Regions from separate parts of the Sus scrofa genome. Here all the other regions are linked to region 3. Evidence: chromatin contacts called from public Hi-C and HiChIP or PLAC-seq data. All regions are on one chromosome and are shown on one strand. The core of a region is the stretch at or near the end of the contact, and the rest is flanking DNA. Distances in the headings are between cores, read along the strand shown. Region 1 overlaps PIK3C2A (phosphatidylinositol 4-phosphate 3-kinase C2 domain-containing subunit alpha). Region 2 holds the start of RPS13 (ribosomal protein S13). Region 3 overlaps PIK3C2A (phosphatidylinositol 4-phosphate 3-kinase C2 domain-containing subunit alpha).

What was found. A called contact is a pair of places that touch in the nucleus more often than the background predicts. HiChIP or PLAC-seq counts read pairs in DNA pulled down with a chosen protein or histone mark.
Region 1: a contact with region 3 is called in an H3K27ac HiChIP or PLAC-seq map of alveolar macrophages. The contact joins two enhancer-like sites. A contact is called at or near these places in 6 of 47 Hi-C or Micro-C datasets (alveolar macrophages, embryonic fibroblasts, epiblast stem cells and 2 more) and 1 of 2 datasets of contacts at active chromatin or transcription factors (alveolar macrophages).
Region 2: a contact with region 3 is called in a Hi-C map of skeletal muscle, with 2.6 times the contacts expected there. The contact joins the promoter of RPS13 here to the enhancer-like site in region 3. A contact is called at or near these places in 3 of 47 Hi-C or Micro-C datasets (alveolar macrophages, psoas muscle and skeletal muscle) and 2 of 2 datasets of contacts at active chromatin or transcription factors (alveolar macrophages and skeletal muscle).

The regions. Positions count from the first base shown.
Region 1 is chr2:41,984,480-41,988,812 of Sscrofa11.1, forward strand. The region is part of intron 15 of PIK3C2A (phosphatidylinositol 4-phosphate 3-kinase C2 domain-containing subunit alpha); the gene reads left to right. Among named protein-coding and RNA genes, the nearest start is that of RPS13, 44 kb to the right of the region's middle. Within about 2 kb of position 1,937, at least 1 of the 83 cell types and tissues checked has an H3K27ac peak or open chromatin away from gene starts, as enhancers often do. A contact at or near this core is called in alveolar macrophages, where this site is marked.
Region 2 is chr2:42,028,297-42,032,297 of Sscrofa11.1, forward strand. It overlaps RPS13 (ribosomal protein S13), which reads left to right and starts at 2,289. Exons shown (of 6, transcript NM_001244829.1): 1 at 2,289-2,359; 2 at 2,504-2,552; 3 at 2,736-2,814; 4 at 3,754-3,923. The coding sequence starts at 2,337.
Region 3 is chr2:41,902,726-41,907,120 of Sscrofa11.1, forward strand. All of the region lies in intron 2 of PIK3C2A (phosphatidylinositol 4-phosphate 3-kinase C2 domain-containing subunit alpha), which reads left to right. Among named protein-coding and RNA genes, the nearest start is that of PIK3C2A, 75 kb to the left of the region's middle. Within about 2 kb of position 2,541, at least 80 of the 83 cell types and tissues checked have an H3K27ac peak or open chromatin away from gene starts, as enhancers often do. A contact at or near this core is called in alveolar macrophages and skeletal muscle, where this site is marked.

The DNA of each region.
Region 1 (4,333 bases), core at 687-3,186, 81 kb after region 3:
ACTTTCTGTTTCAAAAGAAAAGCAGTAGCCAATTCATTCTTTAATTGTCATTTCTGCAGAGGATTACATTATTGAATAATAATGGCTGTGGGTCATTACAAGATTCTTAGATATATATATTTTTTAAATCTATTTTTCCTTTTCTTACTCCTTTCCCATCCATCTTTAGTTTAAGAGAGTCTTATTCCCTTCTCTTTACATGACTGATCTACCCTACTGCTATGAGCCCCTGGCCTCTAATCTTCAGAAGTTCCTCATGGATACAAAACTTACTATCTCTAAGGTTAAAGGAGTTCTTTTTGAGCTTTGTGTCTACTAATAGACATTGGAATAGTATAATCTATTTGGCCTTTCAGGTGACTCTTTTGTGTGTTTTTTTTGTTGTTGTGTTTTTTTGTTGTTGTTGTCTTTTTGCCTTTTCTAGGGCCGCTCCCATGGCATACGGAGGTTCCCAGGCTAGGGGTCTAATCAGAGCTGTTGCTGCCAACCTACGCCAGGGCCACAGCAACGTGGGATCCAAGCCACACCTGTGACCTACACCACAGCTCATGGCAACGCCAGATCCTTAACCCACTGAGCAAGGCCAGGGATCAAACCCGCAACCTCATGGTTCCTAGTCGGATTTGTTAACCACTGAGCCACGACAGGAATGCCTGGCTATTTCGATTATGTTTTAAATAATATGTTCCAGGGCATTCCCATCATGGCTCAGTGGTAGCGAACCTGACTAGGATCCATGAGGTGGGTCCACTGCTGTGGTGTGGGTTCTATCTAGCCCTGGAACTTCTGCATGTCATGGGCCTGGCCAATAAATAAATAAATAAATAAATAAAAAAGAATGTATTAATATAGCACAAATGAATCTATCCACAGATCAGAAACAGATTCACAAATAGAAGGAACAGACTGTGGTTGTTAAGGGGGAGGAGGGAGAGAGTGGGATGAGGGTAGTTTGGGGTTAGTAGATGCAAACTATTACATTTAGAATGGATAAGCAGTGAGGTCCAACTGTACGGCAAAGGGAACTATATCCAGTCTCTTGGAATAGACCGTGATGGAAGATAAGAAAGGGAATGTATTTATATATGTACAACTGGGTCACTTTGCTGTACAGCAGAAATTGACACAATAGTATAAATCAACTATATTTTAATTTTTTAAAAAAGAACATATTTTTAAAAAGCCTACTGTGTTTGATAACAGTATTACTATAATAGCAAACAGCATTTACTCTGTGCTAGGTATTAGTCTGAATAATGTATACGTAGCCTTATATACCTTACAACAATGCTATTAAGTAGGTGTTAATATCAACAAAATGAGAGAAACAAAGTGGCTTGCCTTAGATCACTTAGCTAATAAGTGGTCAAATTGGATTTGCATCTAGGTAGTCTGGCCCCAGGGTCTGTGTTCTTAATTATTATCCTATATTGCCATTCTCAAACTTATTTGATACTGTGGTCCTCTTTCTGTTCTAGAATATATCTTGAAACATTGTGACCCATGGGACAGTTTGGGAAATGATTTCGTAACTGATGTATTTAACCTACAATAAAGCAAAAAATAAGAATGGAAAAATTCTACTAACCTAGTTCTACTTCCTTTTTCCTCTTAAATGGCAAACACAGTTGGATTTTACAGTAATTACTTTTAAAATTATGTGGTGTTTGAAATATTGACTTCATAAGTTTTAATTTTGAATATTCTTTTCCCATGTACTTAAACCTAGCATTTATCCACATATTTTTCTTTTAGTTACTTCCTTCATATTTGAGGTGGCAGTGTAAGATTTTTTTATTCTTTTATTGAGCTCAAATTTTTTTTTTTTTTTTTTTTTTTTTTAGGGCCACTCTTGCAGCATATGGAAATTCCCAGGCTAGGGGTTGAATCAGAGTTGCAGCTGCTGGCCTATGCCACAGCTATAGCAATGTGGGACCCAAGCCATGTATGTAACCCATATCACATGGTAATGCCAGATATGGCAATGCCTATAAAGGCCATTAGTACCCCTAGTTGCCAACCAAAAACATCTCCAGACATTGCCAATATCCACAGGGGTCCAAAGCGTTCTTGGTTGACTGATTTAAAGTGGTGATTATCAGATTTGCCTGGTGACTTTAGCTTTGTCACTGCTGCCTGTTTAAAACCATTATTATTAACTCTTCTGGAACTTTATAATGGATGGTTTAGACTGATAGCACTTAAACTGATTCTCTTAACATCACAGAAAGACAGCTATACCAAACAGTATGTGCCACTTTATTCGGTGCATCAGGAGCTGGTAATATACTAGTAAAAAAAGGAACTTCTCTTTTTTTTTTTTCCCCCTGTTCTTTTTAGGGCCGCACCTACTGCACATGGAAGTTCCCAGGCTAGGGGTCAAATTGTAGCTGTAGCTGCTGGATTTGAGCTGTGTCAGCAACCTATGACATGGTTTGCAGCAACACTGGATCCTTAACACCCTGAGCAAGGTCAGGGATGAACCTGTATCCTCATGGATACTAGTTGGATTCTTAACCCTCTGAGCTACAATGGACACTCCTAATAAAAGTTTATTTACAAAACCAGTCTAGAGTTTGTTGACCTTGAATTAAAGATACTTAAAAATACATTATCAATCAAAGCAAGTGTTGGACCTTACTTGGATCCTTATTCAAACTAACCAACTATAAAAAAAAAATTGGAGTCCCGCTATGGTTCATGGGTTAAGAATCCAACTGCAGCAGCTTTGGTTGCTGTGGAGGTACAAGTTTGATCCCCAGCCTAGGGCAGCGGGTTAAAGGATCCGGCTCAGATTCAGTCCCTAGCCTGGGAACTTCCATTTGCCACGCATGTGACCATAAAATTAAAAAAAAAATTATGAGATGATCAAATTTGAATACTGACTAGGTGATAACTTTAAGTAATTTTTAAAAATTATTTTATTATAATTGTTAAAATGTTTATCATTGAGATCCATAAATATCAGAATTTGCCTTTAAATAATCTAATTGAGGGTAAGGTTGGTTCTAAAATAAAATATAATGTGTCAAAAATTTAACCACACACCTACAGTGAACTAATCTATGACAAAGGAGGAAAGAATATACAATGGAGAAAAGACATCCCTTCAGTAAGTGGTGCTGGGAAAACTGGACAGCTACAAGTAAAAGAATGAAATTAGAACACTTCCTAACACCATACACAAAAATAAACTCAAAATGGATTAAAGACTTAAATATAAGAGCGGGTACTAGGGAGTTCCTGTTGTAGCTCAGCAGTAACGAACCTGACTGGTATCCATGAAGACAAAGGTCTGATCCCTGGCCTTGCTCAGTGGGTTAAGGATCTAGTGTTGCTGTGAGCTGTAGTGTAGGTCACAGATGCAGCTCGAATCTGGTTTTGCTATGGCTGTGGCATAGGCCGGCAGCTGCAGCTCCAATTCTACCCCTAGCCTGGGAACTTAAATATGCCACAGGTGCAACCCTAAAAAAACCAAAAAAAAAAAAAAAAAAAGACCAGATATTATAAAACTCTTAGAGGAAAACAGGCCAAACACTCTCTGATATAAACCACAGTAATATCTTCTCAAATTCACCTCTTAGAGTAATGAGAACAAAATCAAAACAAATGAGACGTAATTAAAGGTTTTGCACCGAAAGGGAAACCCTAACAAAGCAAAAAGACAACCCACGAAGGGGAGAAAATATTTGCAAATGAAGCAACTGACAAGGGATTAATCTGCAAAATATACAAATGCCTCCTGAAACTCAATACCAAAAAAACAAACAACCCCATCAAAAAATGGGCATCGTTCCAGAGAAAACCATGACTCGAAAAGACACATATATTCCAGTGTTCATTGCAGCACTATTTTCAATAGCCAAGACATGGAAACAGCCTAAATGTCCATCAACAGAGGAGTGGATAAAGAAGATATGGTACATGTACACAGGGAGTATTACTCAGCCATTAAAAGGAACGAAATACGGGCATTTTTAGCAACATGGATAGACCTAGAAATTATCATGCTAAGTGGGGTCAGTCAGACGAGACACCAACATCAAATGCTTTCACTGACATGTGGAATCTGAGAAAAAGACACAATGAACTTCTTTGCAGAACAGATACTGACTCACAGACTTTGAAAAACTATGGTTTCCAAAGGAAAGAGTTCAGGGGGTGGGGGAATGTGCTGGTTTTATGGGTGGAAATCCTATAAAATTGGATTGTGATGATCACTGTACAACTATAAATGTAATAAATTCATTGAGTAATAAAGGGCACTACCAAAAAAAAAAAAGATTAAATTCTTCTAATAATAAAGATCTCAAATCAAAAAAATAAAATACAA
Region 2 (4,001 bases), core at 1,039-3,538, 130 kb after region 3:
CTTAACCCAGGATCCTTAACCCACTGAGCAAGGCCAGCGAATGAACCAGCATCCTTAGATACTAGTCGGATTCATTTCCACTGAGCCACAACAAGAACTGAAAACGTTTTAATGGGAAAAACCACAAACAAAAGGTCACATATTGTATGATTTCATTTAGATGAAATGTCCAGAATAGGCAAATTCAAGGACACAAAAAGCAGATTAGTGGTTGCCAGGGGCTGTGGGGGAGGAGATACTGGTGAGTGATTGCTTAAAGAATAGAAAGCTTTTTTAACGTGATGAAAATTCCTGAAATTAATGGTGATGGTTGCATAACATTGTAAATGTATGAGAAGGCACTAGGTTATACATTTTCAAATGGTTAAAATAGTGACGTTTATGGTATGTGAATTTTACCTCCATAAAACCTTTACAAATTCATAAATCAATTTTCAGAAACCATTTGATCACTGAAACTCTGCCTTTAACAAATGTGTTAACAGTGACTTTAGATAGTAAAATTATAATTTCTCTTGTCTTTAAAAAATAAGGGTTTTGTTTTTTTGTTTTTTCCTTTTCTAGGGCCGCTCCTGTGGTATATGGAGATTCTCAGGCTAGGGGGTCTAATTAGAGCTATGGCCACAGGCCTACGCCACAGCCACAGCAGCCCGGGATCCGAGCCACGTCTGCAACCTACACCACAGCTCACGGCAACGCTGGATCCTTAACCCACTGAGCAAGGCCCAGGATCGAAAGCGCCACCATCATGGTTCCTAGCCTGATTCGTTAACCACTGAGCCACGACAGGAACTCCCGTTTGTAATGAACAAAAAGTTCTCATCATGCGACACATAAAGGCAATAGAAGGTAAATACCGTTTCATTAAAATTCACACACATCTTGTTTTTATTATTACTGAATATACAATCATGGAAAGATAAGGTGAACTGAAAACTACTGGAGGGCTTCAACGTGACTAAAACAAAAAACCCTGAAAACAGTTATAATTCCTATACTACGAATAAATATTTGAGTAAACATTCCTATATATCCTTATTAGAAGTGGTCTTTTTACAACCGATTTTTTTCTTTCTTAACCAGAGTGGTATTCTCAAAACAATCCAGCACTGGTATGGGTTATATCTTAGACATCTATTATTCCACTGCAAGGTACAACTGTGGTAAATCGGAAGGTTGAGGGTAAATCATTCCGGCAATGCTGGAGGACTCAAAAAACTCATGTGTAGGAGTTCCTGTCCAGGCGCAGCCAAAAGGAATCCACTAGGAACCATGACGTTGGGGGTTCAATCTCTGGCCTCGCTCGATGGGTTGAGGATCCTGGCTGCCGTGAGCTGTGGTGTAGGTTGCAGAGGCAGCTCCGATCTGGCGTTGCTGTGGCTCTGGTGTAGGCGGGCAGCTGTAGCTCGGATTGGACCCCTAGCCTGGGAACATCCATATGCCGTGGGTGTGGCCCTAAAAAGCAAAAAACAAAAAAACCCTCATGTTTAAGTAAGTAAATGTACCGTAATCCATGCAGTCTTATTCTCAAATCTCTTTCATGTTAGCCAACGCTCTCTCGGACGCGGCTCCGTGAGGCCCCGCACTCCTCCCCTCCCAGCCAAGCGCCCCACCGCCCAAGGTGGGGGAAAGAGTGAAGAGGTCCCAGGTGGATGAGTAGGTACCGGGAAGGGGGTTCGCCAGGGCCTGATTCAAATCGCTAGGCTGATGCTCCGTACTCAGTGATCCCGCCACTGAAAGGCTAGGATTTGAGGTAAAGAAATGTCATCGCTATCTAGGCGGAGCCACTACCATTATTTACAGTCGCACTCATCACCACTGTAATATACCTGTGAAATTTTAAGGGAAGGTACAGACTTTGAGAAATTCAGGGCTAAGACAAAGTCTGACGCTGGTGCGAGGACGAAAAACTGCTCATGGCTGAACTTTGGGAGGCCAAGTTCGCTAGGCTGCAAGGGCGCAGATAACGGCCCTACGGGAAGGGACCAAATCTACCAACCCCTGCAGCCGAATCTGCTGCGTGCTTAGTCTCAATCCGGGATCCAAACTGCAGGACCTTGGCGGAGGCAGCACCTTCACAGAGCTCACAGCCGGGACAGGAGACGAACTTTTTCCCGCTCTGGTCAGGCACCGCCCCCCGGTACCGATGCATGACGGAACGTGTAGTCCATGTTGAAATGCATTTCGGGTTATGTAGTCACGCCGACGCCAGGAACCACATAGAGCAGCTCCTCCTCCCGCAAGCGAGGACGTGTGAGGTCACTTCCTGCGTGCACGGTGGCTTCCTGCGGCGCTCCCACCTCCTCTCTCTTTTTCGTTGCCTGACCGCCGCCATCATGGGTCGCATGCACGCTCCGGGGTGAGCTCGGGTTTGCAAGTGGGCTGCAGGGCTGGGTCCTGGGGTCGGGTAAATAGGGAGTGTGGGCAGCGGGCCGAGGGGGTGAGGTTTGGGGTTGCTGTGGCGCGGATCGCCTCCTCACGCCGAGACTGTTTCTCTCTCTAGGAAGGGCCTGTCCCAGTCGGCTCTGCCCTACCGCCGCAGCGTCCCCACCGTAAGTGGCGTGCGGGGATCGGGGAGAGGCCGGGAGGGGGTGCCAGTCGTCACTCGAGGGAAGTGGCGCGGGGAGGGAGACCACGTGTGCATAAGTGTGGGGTCTTCAGGGCGGTCAGGACCGCTGTGTTTCGGTTCCATCCCTGATTTGTCGTCTTAAGGCTGCTTTCTTTTCTATAAACAGTGGCTGAAGCTGACGTCTGACGACGTGAAGGAGCAGATCTACAAACTGGCCAAGAAGGGCCTGACTCCCTCACAGATCGGTGAGTAGTTTTGTCTGATGTAGCCCTTTCCGCCTGGCCTCGTGTAACTTGCTGGAAAAGAGTCTGAGAGTAAATATCTTACACGTGACTTGAAAATCTTTTCCACCTTTTCCTGGCTTTCTTGATGACCGAGGCCTAGTTTTCATTTGCAGAACTGTCAAGTTCTTACGTGGAAGACGGTAAAGTGATTGAAATGCTCGCCGAAATTTAATGAGTGTTCTTTGGGCTGGGTACCCTCCTAGGTGTAAGGTTCTAAGCCCTCGCATATACTGACTTCGATTCTGACAGCTATACTAGTGGTTTTCCTATTTTTAGTTAAGGGAACTTAGGCACATTGGGCTATATAATTAGCCCCAAATCACCCAGCTGTTGGTGGTGGCGTTGGAATTAGTTACATTGAGTCTTTGTCCTTTTCTCACAGTTAGATGTGCTTTGGACCTCAGCTGTGTGTGACTTTTGTGCAGATGGCTTTATTCCTCAAATGTTTTTCTGCTATGTGGTTCTGGATCCCTAGAATACAGAAGTAAAAAAAAGGGCAACATGTCTACTCTCCTGGAGCTTATAGTTTGGTGGAGGTATCACATACAAATAGGAAATAAATAATAGGCTGTCAAGCAGTCAGATGGTGCTATTTCGAAGAACCTCTTTGATTTTTTTTTTTTTTGTTGGTGGTGGTGGTCTGTAATCCAGCAAGCTCACTGTGATGATGGTCTTCCAACATTCGCAGTTTCCACCAGAAGGGGTTTTCCTTAGTGTTGGGTAAACCTTCCTTGGATGTCTGAGTGAGCTTTGCATGCCTTCTCATATTGGTGTCTGATTGTATAAAAGTAAGTCCTGTTTTTACAAGTGAGAAACTGGGAAAGTGACTAGATCTTAGACCCTGACATCACATGCTCGGTTTGTGTGTATGGTGTGGGAATTTCTGTTACTTCTTTTCAGGTGTGATCCTGAGAGACTCACACGGTGTTGCACAAGTACGTTTTGTGACAGGCAATAAAATCTTGAGGATTCTTAAGTCCAAAGGACTTGCTCCTGATCTTCCTGAGGATCTCTACCATTTAATTAAGAAAGCTGTTGCTGTTCGAAAGCATCTTGAAAGGAACAGAAAGGTAAGAGAACAGAACTGTACAACTGTATTTCAGTAAAACACAGTCTATCTGATTTGAATTATCTAAGATGATTTAGGG
Region 3 (4,395 bases), core at 1,291-3,790:
AATATTTGTGGGGCTGTGAAGTTCTCTGTGGGAGGTTAGGATTGGAACACTTAAAAATATAATGCCTCCTCCTCAATTCTTTTCTCTACGTTTCACTCTTAATGTCGAAGCCAGTGGGAGAAGGGAGAGGAGAAATGGCTGCCAGCTAATCTGTTTGGTTCCAAATGACAACAGTACCAGTTCATACTTTCTTCTAGAACTTTGTGTTTCTATTGCTCACATAAGCATCTTCATATGCCCATTGCCAGAGAGATGAGATAAGCTAGGCGAGGGCTACAGTTCAGATTCTCCACACCTGGCAGTTTATGAATGCTGCTTTTTTTGGAATCTGGCAAACCACCATGCTCACCTTCCTCTTCTTATGAGAATCCTTCTGATCCATCAAAGCCTAAGAAGTATTGGCCATTCAAGAGCCATAATAAAATAGTAATGAAATAATAAAGTCTGAGCTGCAACAAGGAACTCACTCAAGCAAGGGCCCTCTGCTGCTAAGACCCTGAGAAAATATTTCTCCTAAGAAAAATGTAAGAAAGATACAAAAAAGTCAGAGATAATCTTCCCACAAGACACAGTGTTCCCTCAAGTCCCCTTCCTTTTTTTCTGAAGGCACACTCAGTTCTGAAGCTGAAGTTAGGAAACCAGCCTGAGACAATTGGTTTTCCCCTCCCCATTTAATCTTGTGAAGGAGCTGCCAATTCTAGAAATTCCTCCTTTGATCAGAAGATAAAGCAGAACAATGCTGTAGCACTAAGCGGATTCCTAAGAGACATTCTTCTAGGGTGTGTAAAGCTTGCCTGGAAGTGTGTATACATGGGGGGGGGGCAGGGAGGAGGGGAGTTGGTGGAAAACTAGCAGTAGGAAGGGTGAGTGGACAAGAGGTGGTAGCCACAGCCACAGGGAATAATCATACAGTTGCTTCTAGACAACGTAGGGTAGCAACTCCAGCCAGTGTTATTTCCTGGGAAATGTAGGCATGTTTATTACAGTGATTAGAGGGCTTCATCCACTTTACAACCTCCCTCGAAAAAGAAAGAAAGAGGAGTTCCCGTCGTGGCGCAGTGGTTAACGAATCCGACTAGGAACCATGAGGTTGCGAGTTGGGTCCCTGCCCTTGCTCAGTGGGTTAACGATCCGGCGTTGCCTTGAGCTGTGGTGTAGGTTGCAGACGCGGCTCGGATCCCGCGTTGCTGTGGCTCTGGCGTAGGCCGGTGGCTACAGCTCCGATTCAACCCCTAGCCTGGGAACCTCCATATGCCGCGGGAGCGGCCCAAGAAATAGCAACAACAACAACAAAAGACAAAAAGACAAAAAAAAAAAAAAGAAAGAAAGAAATCAGATTTACTTCTCCACTCTTTCTTGAAGCTAAGTTTCTACTTCTTACAGCTTTCTCACAATTTTTTTTTTTTTCAAACTGAGAATTGCAGCCCAAACTAGTCTATCACATTAGATTGTGAACCTCTGAAAGGAGCTGTTCTGTTTAAGGGACGCCTGTACCTGTTGTCAAATACTATGGATTAGGGTCAGAACTGAGTTTGAATTGTGCCCCCGGCTTCACCATCTGTAAATGGTGATAATTTTCCTATCTGCTTAACATGGTCATGCAATTTTTTAATCTAACATTTGAGGGCTAAATGCTTTAAAAGAATAATCTCATTCAATTCTCATGAGGAAGGTATTTACATAGAGATTGTATGTGAAGCTGTCTTGCAGTGTAGAAAAGAGCTGTCTTGCCTTGAGTTATTATTGGACCATCTTCCTCACCTGGCTGTTGGGAGGATTAAATGAGACGCTGATGTGGAAGCACTTTACACAATCCACGTGATAGGCGGGCTACTAATTACACAACTCCCAGCACCTGATCCTCTGTGAGGTAAACGCTGGTTGGAGTGAACGATTTTATATCTTGCCTGTTCCTTTCAGTCTTCCAATCACAAAGTTATCTCCGTGCGGCCTGGGGCAAAAACCACGAATCTGGAAGCTGCGGCTTGGATAGGGAGAGTGCGGAGTCCCAAGAGAGGGCACGGGAACAATAGAGTCGTTCGGTGGTTGGCGGGGCTTCTGACGCCAGGCTGGAGAGGTGGCCGGCTCGGGTCTTCGAGACCCTGTCCCTTGGTCTGGGGCTGCACAGGGAGACGTCCACAGCCTGTCAAGCATTTTTCTGGGGGAGCCCCCCTTCTACCCCATCTGGAACCTCAGGCTTCGCTCCCAAGCCCCGCCCACTACCTCAGGTAGGTCGTCAACACCAGCCAATGCTTGAGAAGTTTGAGCGCGGAAGGCGGTGCTTCCCCGGCCGGAAGTGACGTCTGTGCTTGGCTGGCCGCGGAGTCTGCCGAAGCTCTCCGCAGCGGCTGAGGCGGCTGAGTGGAAAATGGCCCGGACCGTGGCGGCTGTGGCGGCTTGGGTTGTGGTGGAGGCAGAGGCTCAGGCAGCGTGAGGTGAGGAGCGGAAGATGCGGCGGGAGCCGGAACCGGGGACCCTACTCTGCAAAGGCAGCGAGAAGCCCCTGGGATCCTGGGATGAGAGGGTGTTTTGCCGCGGCCCCCAGTCTCCCTGGTGCCCGCTTCTGACCCTCCATCCCGGACTCTTAGCGCTGCCCAAGACCGACTTACCTCCCTCTTGGGCTTTGCTTCCATCCAGGCGGTTGCCAGGTGCCCGCGCATCCACCAGGACCCTCTTGTCGGGGAGTTGGGGGGGTGCGCCCGGGAGTTAGTTTTGTCTCAAAGGGGGAGGGGAAGCCACCCCCTTGTTCTCTCGGGACCAGGCTTGGAGTCGCGGTGGCCGGTCCAATTCTCTTGTCGAATTGTTAGATTCTGGCGAGTGTGTGTGTTGCACTTCTCAGCTGTAATCCCCGCCCCCCGCGTCTTTTCACCTCCTTATTCCTATCTCCGGTTTTAGGGGCCAACGATCCTGTTTCTTCTCTGTCCCCATTACCCCCGCCCTCTCTCCACTCCCCGGTTGCCTTTTTGCCGCGAATCCGCTTGCTTCGCGAAGAGAGTTTTATTTCAGTGTGTATTTAGCGCATCATCATTCTGGGAGGGCGGTCAGATTAAAAATATTTGTTTAACTCTTCCAGAGTGACGGAGGAACAAATAATTGAAGAAAAAAGCACACACTTATTTTCCTCACTAAATAGTTTGGCTTTAAAACTGAAATTTTCCAGCTGTGGAATTTTTTCCAGGGGGAGCAGGGATTGAGGAGGGAAATGAGGAAGGAGAAAAGTGAGGAATAATCTGGAGATAAAGAAGGTAGAAGAGAGAGCCTGTGGTATTTCTTTCCCTATATTAGACTGATAGAAGTACGGGTTGTAATTTTATTTTTATTTTCAACAGTGGATGTTGAATTGAGGGTAAGGAAGGAGGCCTTCTTTGCACAAGATTACTTTATTAAAGAGGTACCCTAAAATCTTTCCAGGTGAATGTCAGGCAGAAAAGTTCTGTTGGGAAAATTGTATAATATTTTGGACCAACAAAGCCACAGATTAGAAAAGATGCAAAAAAAAAAAAAAAAAAAAAAAAAGAAAGCTATTCCTAGAAGAGTGGTGAAGAGGTAGTATACAAAGAGAGAAGGCTATAGGGAGGTCCAGGAACACTGATTCCAGGAGAGACTTTGTACCTTTGCCTCCTTGGCTTGTGGTTAAGTTTCCACATAAGACATCTCTGGGCAGCTTTGCCAGGATTGGGGTTGATGCTCTTAGTAGCAAATTAGACCAAAGTGCCTTAGTTGAGTTCAATGCAGTTGAAGATAACTGCTTGTTTAATATTACAAAAGTCTTTGAGTACTGAAAAGCATTATGCTGTTAATTTAACTCAGACCTAGTTCAAGAGTGATAGTACAGAGGTACAAAGCACATATAGAGCTGTTTCAAGTAATTTTGCCTAAATTAATAGATTCTAAAACAATTTTTTCTTATGAAAACTGTTGTGGTTTGTGTTTTGTATGCATGTTGCTTGCAGTTTTTCTTGGCAAGCAATATATTTGTTTTAATCCATAGGTTTCACAACTTTCTGTTTCATGGAATGTGAAAGTTGGCGTGCTTGTATTTAGGAATTTTAGAAACTATAGCTTTATGTAATTAGTTATATGTCAAGCATATCATTCTTTGTTTCTCCCTTCTGGCATAAATGCCAGAAAATTTTCAGTTAATTGAAGTTTACTGCATCAGTCTCCATGTCCAGGAGTCTTTCTTTAATCTAGCCCAAAGTTTTTGCACTTAGTAAGCAAATTCAGAACTTATACCTAACCAAGAGTGTTGAATTTCCCAAGAGTTCAGAGTTCTTATCAGAGCATCAGACCAAACTTTTCAGAGCAGCAGAGCAAAGCACTTTTTTTTTTTTTTGCTTTGTAGCTTGTGTTTCTTTGGTAACATAAATCATCCATTTTGTTATATTTGCCATA